Regions from separate parts of the Zea mays genome. Here region 2 is linked to region 1. Evidence: chromatin contacts called from public Hi-C data. All regions are on one chromosome and are shown on one strand. The core of a region is the stretch at or near the end of the contact, and the rest is flanking DNA. Distances in the headings are between cores, read along the strand shown.

The links. Hi-C and Micro-C count contacts between places; a contact is called where the count stands out from the background.
Region 2: a contact with region 1 is called in a Hi-C map of endosperm, with 2.8 times the contacts expected there. The contact joins the promoter of LOC100501431 here to the promoter of LOC100273403 in region 1. A contact is called at or near these places in 4 of 25 Hi-C or Micro-C datasets (bundle sheath, endosperm, leaf and 1 more).

What each region holds. Positions count from the first base shown.
Region 1 is chr1:292,007,453-292,013,254 of Zm-B73-REFERENCE-NAM-5.0, reverse strand. It overlaps LOC100273403 (Putative ALA-interacting subunit 2), which reads right to left and starts at 2,347. Exons shown (of 8, transcript NM_001147840.1): 1 at 2,221-2,347; 2 at 967-1,028; 3 at 802-876; 4 at 595-711. The coding sequence starts at 2,290. LOC103644136 reads left to right here and starts at 2,610. Exons shown (of 7, transcript NM_001346920.1): 1 at 2,610-2,774; 2 at 3,960-4,206; 3 at 4,919-5,042. The coding sequence starts at 2,680.
Region 2 is chr1:292,437,071-292,442,632 of Zm-B73-REFERENCE-NAM-5.0, reverse strand. It overlaps LOC100501431, which reads right to left and starts at 2,120. Exons shown (of 17, transcript NM_001362466.1): 1 at 1,623-2,120; 2 at 442-557; 3 at 13-359. The coding sequence starts at 1,989.

The DNA of each region.
Region 1 (5,802 bases), core at 1,098-3,597:
GGAGGGCCGGCGGCGGCAGGCACTGGCAGGGCGCGCGCGGATCCGGCGGGTGGGCACGCCGGAGATGGAGGGCGCGGCCGGGGAGAGTTGGGAAGCAGAGAGGGCGTGGACGGGGCTGCTCGGCGCGCGACGGTCGGGGCTCGGCGCGCGGCGGGCGGCGGCTGGAGACCGGCGGCCGTCGCAGGGGAGATGAGGGAGGGGCGCGGACGTCGGCTGGGGGCCGGCGGCCGACGCAGGGGAGAGGAGGGAGAGGCGCGGACGACGCAGGGGAGAGGAGGGAGAGGACTGGGGGCCGGCGGCCGTCGCAGGGGAGAGGAGGCCGGCGGCTGCAGGGGAGAGGAGGCCCCTGGCGGCTGCGTAGGGGAGAGGATGCCCCTGGCGGCGGCTGTAGGACAGGGAAACAGGAAACCTAAACCTAGGCTGATGATACCATGTTGGAAACTGAACTCATGCCCCTAACCAGGGATGGGGAATAGTATTAATAGGCTTAGTAGCTGGGCCAGGCCCATTACAGTGAGGGGTAAAACGGTAATTACATGGGGAACACCCCAAACCCTAGACGGGTAGTCTAACAACAATCACATAACGATCTACCTTCGCTTCCAGAGTACAGTTCTTAGAAATCGAGCTGTCCTTAATATAAGCTTGCCTATTTCCTCTGTAAGCATCAGGCACACAGTCAACATCATAGCGGTAGATGATTTCTGCAATCTGAACCGGAATAATGAGCACATCAGTTATACCTTGCGGTATAAAGATTAAAGGAAACATCAGTATCTACCAGAGGGAGCAGAACAATACATGATTTGAAGTTTGGAGACAAAGAAGCCCGAAAGGTATGAAAATTATTCCGATAATCAAGAACATTGCTATTATCTGAAAACAGTGAAGTAAAATATCATCATTTGAACTGCATATGAAACAGTCTATATGCCAAACCTGTCGATAGGATCAGAGCAAACTTACACATCCAGGTGTCATTGCTGGCTTCCAAGCTGGGAGGTTCTGCTGGGTGAACCTATAGAAAACTGCAAAACTAACAAACTTTTCAAAAATGGAAAAAAAGAATTGTCAACTCTATGGAGTACTAAACTAGAACAGTACTGCAACGCACAACAATGATAGGAAAATACAGATAATCTGAATTCTCAAAGTTTGTAAAAGAAATCCACCAAATAATCTTCTTATGTCCAGATTCAGTAGTTGCCAATAAAGGAAACACAAGTTAATACAACAAAATCTGCCTGTGGTTGCATCAGTATTGTGTTTCACATGATTCTAAAAAATGATGATACAGATCGCGAGTCCAGATGGTGACTAAGGGTGTGTTTAGTTTCTATGGACTAATTTTTAGTCCCTCCATTTTATTTCATTTTAGTCCCTAAATTACCAAATACGGAAACTTAAATTTATGGACTAATTTTTAGTCCCACCATTTTATTCCATTTTAGTCCCTAAATTGCCAAACACGGAAACTAAACGTATTTGACAATTTAGGGACTAAAATGAAATAAAATGGAGGGACTAAAAATTAGTCCCTATAAAACAAACACCCCCTAACTTTATGCCCACCATGATTATTAGCTAAAAGTTCATTTATTGTTAGGTCCCGTTTGGTTACTTTAGTCCAGTGACTAAAATTTAGTTAGGAGACTTCTACGGACTAAAATTATTTAAAACACATTAAATGAATCATAAGAGGACTAAAATACCACTTAGCATTCTTCCGCAATTAGTACAACTGATAAAACAAGGGCAAAAACTGGAATTTATATGGTTTAGTCCTTTTTGGTCACCCCTTGAGGGACTAGAGACTAAAACAGTTTAATCACTATTTTAGTCCCAGCGTTTGCCAATTTAGGGACTAAATGGGACTGAAATGGAGCATTAGTCCCTTATACCAAACGGGGCCTTATAAAGACTCACCAAATGTAACCTTACATTAGCATAGCATGCACACACCTCAAATGCTGTTCAGATAAATGGATTGTAATTGTAAGCAAGCAACCTCCGTAACATGTAAGACCAAATCAACAATGCGAACTGCAATTTTACGCTCGAATTAAGCGTTTATGCAATCCCACGATCGCGCGAGCTACTAACCCTAGCATCTGAGGGCTGAGGCTACTATCTCCCGCAGACCACACCGCTCCTGAGCGTGGAAACCTAGACGCGACGCGACCGAATCGAAGCCAGCCCAGCCATCAGATCGTGACTCACCTCCCGATCTCGCAGGCACGAAGCCGCGCCTCGTCGCGGCGCCGGACGCGGAGGTGCTCGCTTCGTCCATCTTCTCCCGCCACGAGCTCGGTCGCCGCACAGGCCCTCGTCAGCGGCTCGCCGGAGCCCGTGCTCCGCAGTCCGACCCGCCGGGGGATCCGACCGCAGAAGAAGAGTGGAGAGTCCACTTGCTGCTCGATGAAAAGGAGCCCATGGGCCCACTAAATCTTGAGGGCCTATCTAATTCACGTGGGCCTTATGGGCCCAACTCCCGGGGGCGCTCGAATTGACGGCGTGAGATGGATACTAACGGTGACTAACGGTCGATGTAACGGCCGCATCAATGCGCCGCCCGGCGCGTCGCGATCGGGGGAATCTTTTCCCCATTTCGTTTCGCCCAGGAGCGACAGGCGCGGGCGCCACGGAGTGTGTGTGAGAGAGAGATAGAGAGAGAGGGAGATGCGAGAGGAGGTGAGGAGCTCGTCGGGGGCGGTGGCAGAAACGCCGATGGCCGTCGCCCGGTCCTCGTCGCCGCCGCACACCCCGGTAGCCAGGTACGGTGGCGGTCGCGCCTCGGGACCTCTCTACTTTTGGTTGTAGATTCTCAGCTGTAGGCGCTGTTGCTTGGTTAGGGAATCGGGGTCTCAGTGCTCGGATTGGTGGCGAGGGTGTTGGTTCTGCGTAAGAAAGGTAGATTTTACTTCGTCCAAAAGACCTATTGTAGGATTCGAGGTAGGATTTGCCGAGGCGGTGGCTCAAATTCGATTATGGAATTTTGATTGGACTCTAGGACACTCCTTTGTAGGGGAAAGCATGAGATATTTGATGGCCAACATCAGTTATACGTCCATGGTCGGCGAAAATCAAGTGTAGCTGGCTGAGCTTTACTTCTCCTTTTGGCTGCAAAACGCCAGGATTTGAGTTGCTAGATTGGTTCCTGCTGCTGTATAGTGTTACAGATTAATGAACGGTAACAATGAATGACATAATTCTGCGATTAGAGCTTACACGTGTTTGCCACCAAATATTATGATTAGGGGGACATGCTACATTTGTGCTGACTTCATGCTATTATATTCTAATGCTGGTTTGGTCACAGTGCAGCAATTGAGATTTGAGAAGGATTGCAGTTTGCAAAAATCAGTGGAGAATGTGGCACATTTGATGGTGTGGAGACTGGTAGCATAGGATTGACTATTGAGCCACTGGAGCTCATGGTAGCCTTGTTAACTATAGATCTAGGTAGCTTATTCTCAATTCATTTTTTGATGTTAGATCTGAACATGGTGCTATAGTTTCTATGCTTGAATGCTAAAACCTGAAAACAGTTATTTTATTTGGATGACAAGCTAACTTGTCACGGCTGGTACCATGCCAACGGCGCGAACAAATCTACAGCTGGCGTATACATATTTGGTGTTGGTATGTCATATGTATGCATGGGCACACAAGGTAGAGTTAGCCTCTGTCTTATAAGCCACTGCCATGCAAAGGTAGAACCCAGACAACGAACTAGAAAGGAATCAAATCGGAGAGGAACCTTTTCTCGTCCATTTCCCCAAGTTATCTCTGCTTGTGATCTTGCTCACGTCCCGGCACCTTTCCGCGGCTGCGGGTAGTTACATAACGTCAATGCGAACCTTTTCTGTACGGAATTCATAAAGCAAGAAATAATCCTTTCTACAGATTTTTGTCATTCTTTTTTAAAAGCTTGCACTGAAGCCCCTTTTTCTTTTCAGTTCCGTCGGTGCCTCGTCACCTGCTATGCAAACTAATGTTGCAAGCATAGATTGGTTGGGTGGCAAACAAGCTTCCAGAGTTGACTCGTCGTCGCAAGTTGCTGCACATGCTTATCACCCTTCCCATAGTTTTGATGCAGCTGGCACTGCTATGGATTCTGCACCATCATGCAGACCATGGGAACGTGGAGACTTACTTCGTCGACTGGCAACATTTAAGCCTTCAACTTGGGCTTCTAAACCGAAGGTATCTTCCCTAGTTGGGACTACTATAGGGTCTACGCCTCTACGGTGTGTCATTTCACATGCTTTAGGTTTTCTCTTGTGGTGTGTTGCATGTACCATATATTGCTCCTTTGGGCTTTAGTATACAACTAAAGAGGATTCATCTCTCCCCACCCAAGTCCCTGAACTCCATAATGATACAATAAAGTTGGCTGAACATTTCTTTTGTCACCATTTGTTGGTGGCAGTAATACAAAACATGCCATAGGTCTGAAAATGTGACCATGGAATCATGACCAAAATCATTATGCACATATAGACCTCTCCACTTTCATATCAGCTATAACATAAAATTCTTGCTTTGATATATTGGAATTCGAAAGAAGTTACTCTTTCAACGTTTTGCTCATTGCAAGTGGCATTTAAATAATGATGTTTACTTTGCTTGAAACTGCATGTTGCTTTCAGCAGCTGAGTATCAAATTGCATAATTTATAGTCTTGCTACCACATCTTGGTGGTGAGTACTCAGTAGAAGTGTAGAACACCAATATGGTCTGATTGCTGTCCTAGTTGCACTATCCAATTTGGTAACCTTGTCTTTCTTTAAAATGAAGCCTGGTACTATGTTAATCTGGCCAGGCATTTGCTGGATGCTTGCTTGACCTTTATAGGGATCCTTCAGCTTCTGAATTTCTTAATATTAGTCATGTGATTTTGTGTTCATTTTTCCAGGCTGCTAGTTCTTTGGCCTGTGCTCAGAGAGGTTGGGTGAATGTTGACATGGACAAAATTGAATGCGAGTCATGTGGCACACATCTAATCTTCAATGCATTGACATCCTGGTCCCCTGTTGAAGGTATGTTTTGTCTTGATACACTTTTGTTTTCTGATAAATTTACTGCTATGCTAAGTGGCTGGTTGTTATGTGTAGCTGTCTTACAAGTTACATTTCTTTGCTCTGCTACTAACTGTAAGGGTGGAGATTAGTGCATGCCATGTACTCATACTGTATTTTGAACGATCACCTATAATCTTTTAGTGTAACATTATTTCTCATTACGATAATAAGGCATTTATGTGCTCGGTTGGGGGGGGGGGATGGTTACTGAATATCCAACGAACTTGTAGTTTATGCAAATTCTTTTTCAACCCATGACACTGTGCATTCAATTTATAATATTTTACTTATGATAACTAGTTATTTACCGGCGAATTTGCCAATGCTTGTATTTCACCCTGTTGTTTACTTTGACGAGTTATGTTCAACAGCTAGAATACATATAACTTGAGTCAGATCATATATATATTTACTGTTCTATACGGAAAGGTAGTCAAGAATTATATATGCAGATATTATATGGCAAACATTTGCTCCAAAGAATCATGAACAGAGTTGGATATTCTGAGGTGAGAGTAGAGTTTATACATAGGACATATCACAGTGTTTTCAGTCACCTCATGGGAATATAGAGGGTATTTTTGTAGAATACAAGATTATTCTAACTTTCTAAGTTGGAAAATTGAACTAGTGTGTAAACTACTCTGACCCTGGCCTCCACTTACACAATCATCTTTGCATCAGAAACTCCAAATGTTTAGGATTCTAGTAGCAGCAA
Region 2 (5,562 bases), core at 871-3,370, 430 kb before region 1:
ACTTAACCATACCTCTCACTCTCAATCAATCTGAGAAGGCCAGTTACAGTTTTGTGTTCAATCTCTGGGGATAGTGATAGATGCTTGCGAAACAGCTGCAGCCCCATATCCCATACTGAACAAATATTTGCTACATTCTTGACATATTTTACATCAAGAAGTAAAGCAATACCGCGAATAATCAACATCTGATCACAAAAATCTTGCCATGTTCTTTGGACCAGAGACAAAAATACAACCAAATCTGGGCTTTGGCCCACTAATGCTGATATCTTTTCAGCTATGTGTATTTCACATTCTTTCTTGATTCGTTCGTATAGGTTTGCCCCTAGCTTGTGTAGACAAAGATCACCAGCAGCCTGTGGTACAAATACAAGTATAACGTACTCAAATGCTAATGTGGGAGCATGAACATTACAGTGTCAGCAACAGAAGTATAACCTGATAGAGTTTCTCAACATCACAAGAAAGTTTCTGCTTGAGAAAAATAGCTGTGATAGCATCCTTCAAAATCGTCCATGTATCCTCTTCGAAGTTTTTTGGCAGTTTTGGTTGACCTAATGAGTGCATGATGGCCAGAATGGCATTTAGACATAGTGCTATGGCATTAAGCAAAGGTTGTGAAAAGGAAACCCAATGAATTCTGATATTCAAATTTTCAAATACACATGTTCAGCATGTCTTTGCTAGTGACTCGTGATTTATAAGATTTGCATACATGCGTTCAATATGAATTTGCCAGCAACTGGTGTCGTAGCAAGTAAAAGGAATCAGCAAATAGTGTGTGCTGAAGTACATCATAATGAGTTGTTTCAAAGGAATTGGGCTGTCATTTCCCAATATTGGAGGTTGTCACACATAGGTGCCAACGAATGCCAAGCCAAACCATGGTACTAGGGGTACAATTAATCAAACAGGAACTGACTCCAGCTCAGTTGCTGGGGGTGAGGTGTCTGTATACCAGTCCACCACCAAGATTATATTCCCCTTTGACTAGATTTGTGTGCCTAATTCTTCTCAGTGGAAAACAGATCCTTCTCGGTTTCTCTCTCGTTTACATATGTGTTAATCAAATGCTTATGAACGGCTAGTTAGAAAGACAGGTGAACCGTGTGGCAATTTACAAAGTACTTGAAATATACAGAAGCAAACAACTAAACGCAGCCGCTCAACAGAAGTATTATGTTTCCTATGGCAAATCTCTCTTCTGATCAGTCTGATGGTATGAGCAGGTATAAAATATGAAATGTCCCAACAATAATCAACTCTCGAGAAAAGAAAACCCGAAATGCCATAATAGGCTACCAAAACACCAGTTTTCCAGAAACAATGTGCAGATCTAGCCAATTTCCATATTGCGTCCATCAAAGAGCTAATTTTAGGTGGGTCCAGGTGGCGGCTGGTAGTGAAAGGTAAACAAGTGATATGTAAACGGATATATGACTTTTAACCCTAATGTCAGGCATGAAAAAACTTTGGGCTAGCCCGCGAGATGGCAAGTAACATATCCGAAACAACAGGACTGGAATCAATTGCGACCACACCCCCTCAGTGACGATGACGATCAATCGCACAAGACTCGCAGAGTAAGCAATTCGCATAATAAGGTATTGGGGGCGCGCCTATTCTGATGCGGAGGGGCTTGCGGGCGGAGGTCGACGGCTGCGGAAGCGTGGCCTTCTTTCGGAAGAGGTTGGCGGCAACGCCCGCGGAGGCCGGCGCGCTGGGCGCGGGGAGCTCATCTTGGTCCACGAGCACCATTTCCGCATCCTCCTCGCCGTTCGTTCGGCCCCCGCCCGTGGCGGCGGCGGCGGCGGTATCAAGATGGATACCGTTCTTCTCGACCGTCCCAACGGAGGAGGCGGTGGCGGCCGGGTGCTTGGCCTTCTTCATAAGCGGCGTCGCAGGGGAGGACGTCGGAGACGGGGATGTGGTGGTGGACGAGAAGGGGCGCTTCGAGGCGGGAGCGGCGGCGTGGGGCTGAGACATGAATCAGGCGCCGACGGGCATGGCGCGGCGGAGGCGGCGGAGGAGTCCGGCGTGAGGATTTTGTGAGCGAGTCGGTGCGGTGGCGAAGAGGGGACGGGGCCACGGGGGACCGGAGGGAGGCAGGCAGCGAGAGATCGGGTTGGGGCGGGGGAGAGAAGGGTTTCGCCTTTTTTTTCTTTCTTTTTTTCTCTTTTTGATTTTTGAGGTGGAATTTCGGGGTGTGAGCTTGCTGGGCCAAAGTTCGACGTTGTCCGGAGGTATGGGGTGTTTGGTATGAGTTTGCTCTATTTTATATATTAGGTTGTATTTTTATAACTAGTGATGGATAAATAAATTTAAACTATATGTCTATATTGATTTTTTAAAATTTCAGAGCAACAAAAAATACTTAAAAATATGTATTGTAGCTCTCAAAACTCCATATAGTTGCAATTCTAGAGTCGGGTGTTTGGTTGTCTCTAACCAGCTCTCTCTTGAAGGTCCTATTTAAGATAGCTCCAGCTCCAGAAAATTTAGTAGAGTTGGCGAAACAGATCTTTAGGTACTCCTAGAAAATCGTGAAGTTAGAATTATAGGGCTTTAGAAGACATTCAGATAAGTCATTTCGTTTATTATTTAGATTAAAAATATTTTAAAAACTATTTAAATTGATTTTATAAACTATAATTCCACATCGTAACTGGAACCTGGAGCCATTCCAAACACTCTCTAAGAACAACTCCAATAAACTCTTTATATTTTTTGTAATCTATACAAATAGTATTTTTTTGTAAAAAAAACTTCCAACAACTTATCTAAATGGCTATCAAATATAGACATCTTCTATTTAAATATAGAAAATGTGATGGCTCTCTAGAGTACAAACATGATATAGAAAGACTGTTGTAGGTTGAAAATACATAGAAATCTGTTTATGCAAATGATATTTTAGAGAGTGAAATTAGAAAGACTCTTGGAGATGCTCTAAACATGTGATAGTCGCCTAGAGGGGGGTGAATAGGGCGAAACTGAAATTTACAAATATAAACACAACTACAAGTCGGGTTAGCGTTAGTAATATAATCGAGTCCGGGAGAGAGGGTGCAAAACAAATCGCAAGCAAATAAGAGGTGTGACACGCGGATTTGTTTTACCGAGGTTCGGTTCTTGCAAACCTACTCCCCGTTGAGGTGGTCACAAAGACCGGGTCTCTTTCAACCCTTTCCCTCTCTCAAACGGTCCTTCCGACCGAGTGAGCTTCTCTTCTCAAATCAAAACCGGGAACAAAACTTCCCCGCAAGGGCCACCACACAATTGGTGCCTCTTGCCTTGATTACAGTGGAGTTTTGATCACAAGAACAAGTGAGAAAGAAAAGAAGCAATCCAAGTGCAAGAGCTCAAAAGAACACGGCAAATCTCTCTCGCTAATCACTAAAGCCTTGTGTGGAATTGGAGAGGATTAGATCTCTTTGGTGTGTCTAGAATTGAATGCCTAGCTCTTGTAAGTGGTTGAGAAGTGGAAAACTTGGATACCATGAATGTGGGGTGGTTGGGGTATTTATAGCCCCAACCACCAAACTAGTCGTTTGGTGGGGCTGACTGTCGCATGGTGCACCGGACAGTCCGGTGCACACCGGACATGTCCGGTGCGCCAGCCACGTCACCAAAGCCGTTGGGATTCGACCGTTGGAGTTCTGTCTTCTGGGCCCGCCTGGATGTCCGGTGGCGCACCGGACATGTACTGTAGAGTGTCCGGTGCGCCAGCATGGGCGTGCCTGACTTCTGCGCGCGCTGGCGCACATTTAATGCGATGCAGGTAGCCATTGGCGCTGAAGTATCCGTTGCTTCAATGGCACACCGGACAGTCTGGTGTACACCGGACATGTCCGGTGAATTATAGCGGACTAGCCGTTGCGAATTCCCGAAGCTGGCGAGTTCCTGAGGCGTCGTTCGTTGGAGCACCGGACAGTCCGGTGAATTATAGCGGAGTCGCCTCTGGATTTTCCCGAAGGTGACGAGTTTGAGTTGGAGTCCTCTGGTGCACCGGACAGTCCGGTGTAGGGATGGCAATCGGGCGGGTAGTACACGGATATATAGTTCGCGAATCCATACCCGCGAGACAAAACTCAACCTATACCCGTACCCATAAACGTTCGTGGGTATGGATCTGTATCCATACCCATACCCGCCGGGTATCCGCTATCCAGTGGATACCCGTTACCCGCCCGCCCACTACAATTTTAGCATTAAACACCAAACAACAATTTTATTACATTTCAAAATAATTATCATTCCAATAGCATTAAATGATAATTTTAGCAACAAACAACATGTTATGGATAAAAATTGAAAAATAAGAATTTATGATAATATATAAATCCGGATGGCCCACATGTTAGATATCCATTGGGTAACGGGTATGGATATTGGATATCCATACCCGCGAAAAAAATATCCGCGGGTACCTTATTATATCCATAACCGTACCCATGGATATTGAATTCCACCATACCCGTATCCAATGGATAATTATCCGCGGTTATTTACCCATACCCATACCCATTGCCATCCCTAGTCCGGTGCGCCAGACCAGAGGTGCCTTCGGTTGTCCCTTTGCTCTTTTGTTGAACCCAATACTTGGTCTTTTTATTGGCTAAGTGTGAACCTTTGGCACCTGTATAACTTATACACTAGAGCAAACTAGTTAGTCCAATTATTTGTGTTGGGCAATTCAACCACCAAAATTATTTAGGAACTAGGTGTAAGCCTAATTCCCTTTCAATCTCCCCCTTTTTGGTGATTGATGCCAACACAAATCAAAGCAAATATGGAAGTGCATAATTGAACTAGCTTGCATAATGTAAGTGTAAAGGTTGCTTGGAATTGAGCCAATATAAATTCTTACAAGATATGCATGGATTGTTTCTTTGTTTTTAACATTTTGGACCACGCTTGCACCACATGTTTTGTTTTTGCAAACTCTTTTGTAAATCCTTTTCAAAGTTCTTTTGCAAATAGTCAAAGGTAAATGAATAAGATTTTGCAAAGCATTTTCAAGATTTGAAATTTTCTACCCCTGTTTCAAATGCTTTTCCTTTGACTAAACAAAACTCCCCCTAAATGAGGTCCTCCTCTTAGTGTTCAAGAGGGTTTTGATATACCATTTTTGAAATACTACTTTCTCCCCCTTTTGAACACAATAAGATACCAATTTGAAAATATTCTTTTGAAAAACTAAATTTTTGAAATTGGTGGTGGTGCGGTCCTTTTGCTTTGGTCTCATACTGTCTCCCCCTTTGGCATGAATCGCCAAAAACGGAATCATTAGAGCCCTCGAATTACTCTCTCCCCCTTTGGTCATAAGTAAATGAGTGAAGATTATACCAAAGACGAAGTCCTTTTGCTCTCTCCCCCAAAGATGGAGAGTGGCACGGAGCGACGACGAATGATGAGTTACGGAGTGGAAGCCTTTGTCTTCGCCGAAGACTCCAATTCCCTTTCAATATACCTATGACTTGGTTTGAGATTCACTTGAAAACACATTAGTCATGGCACAGGAAAGAGACATGATCAAAGGTATACAAGAGAGCTATG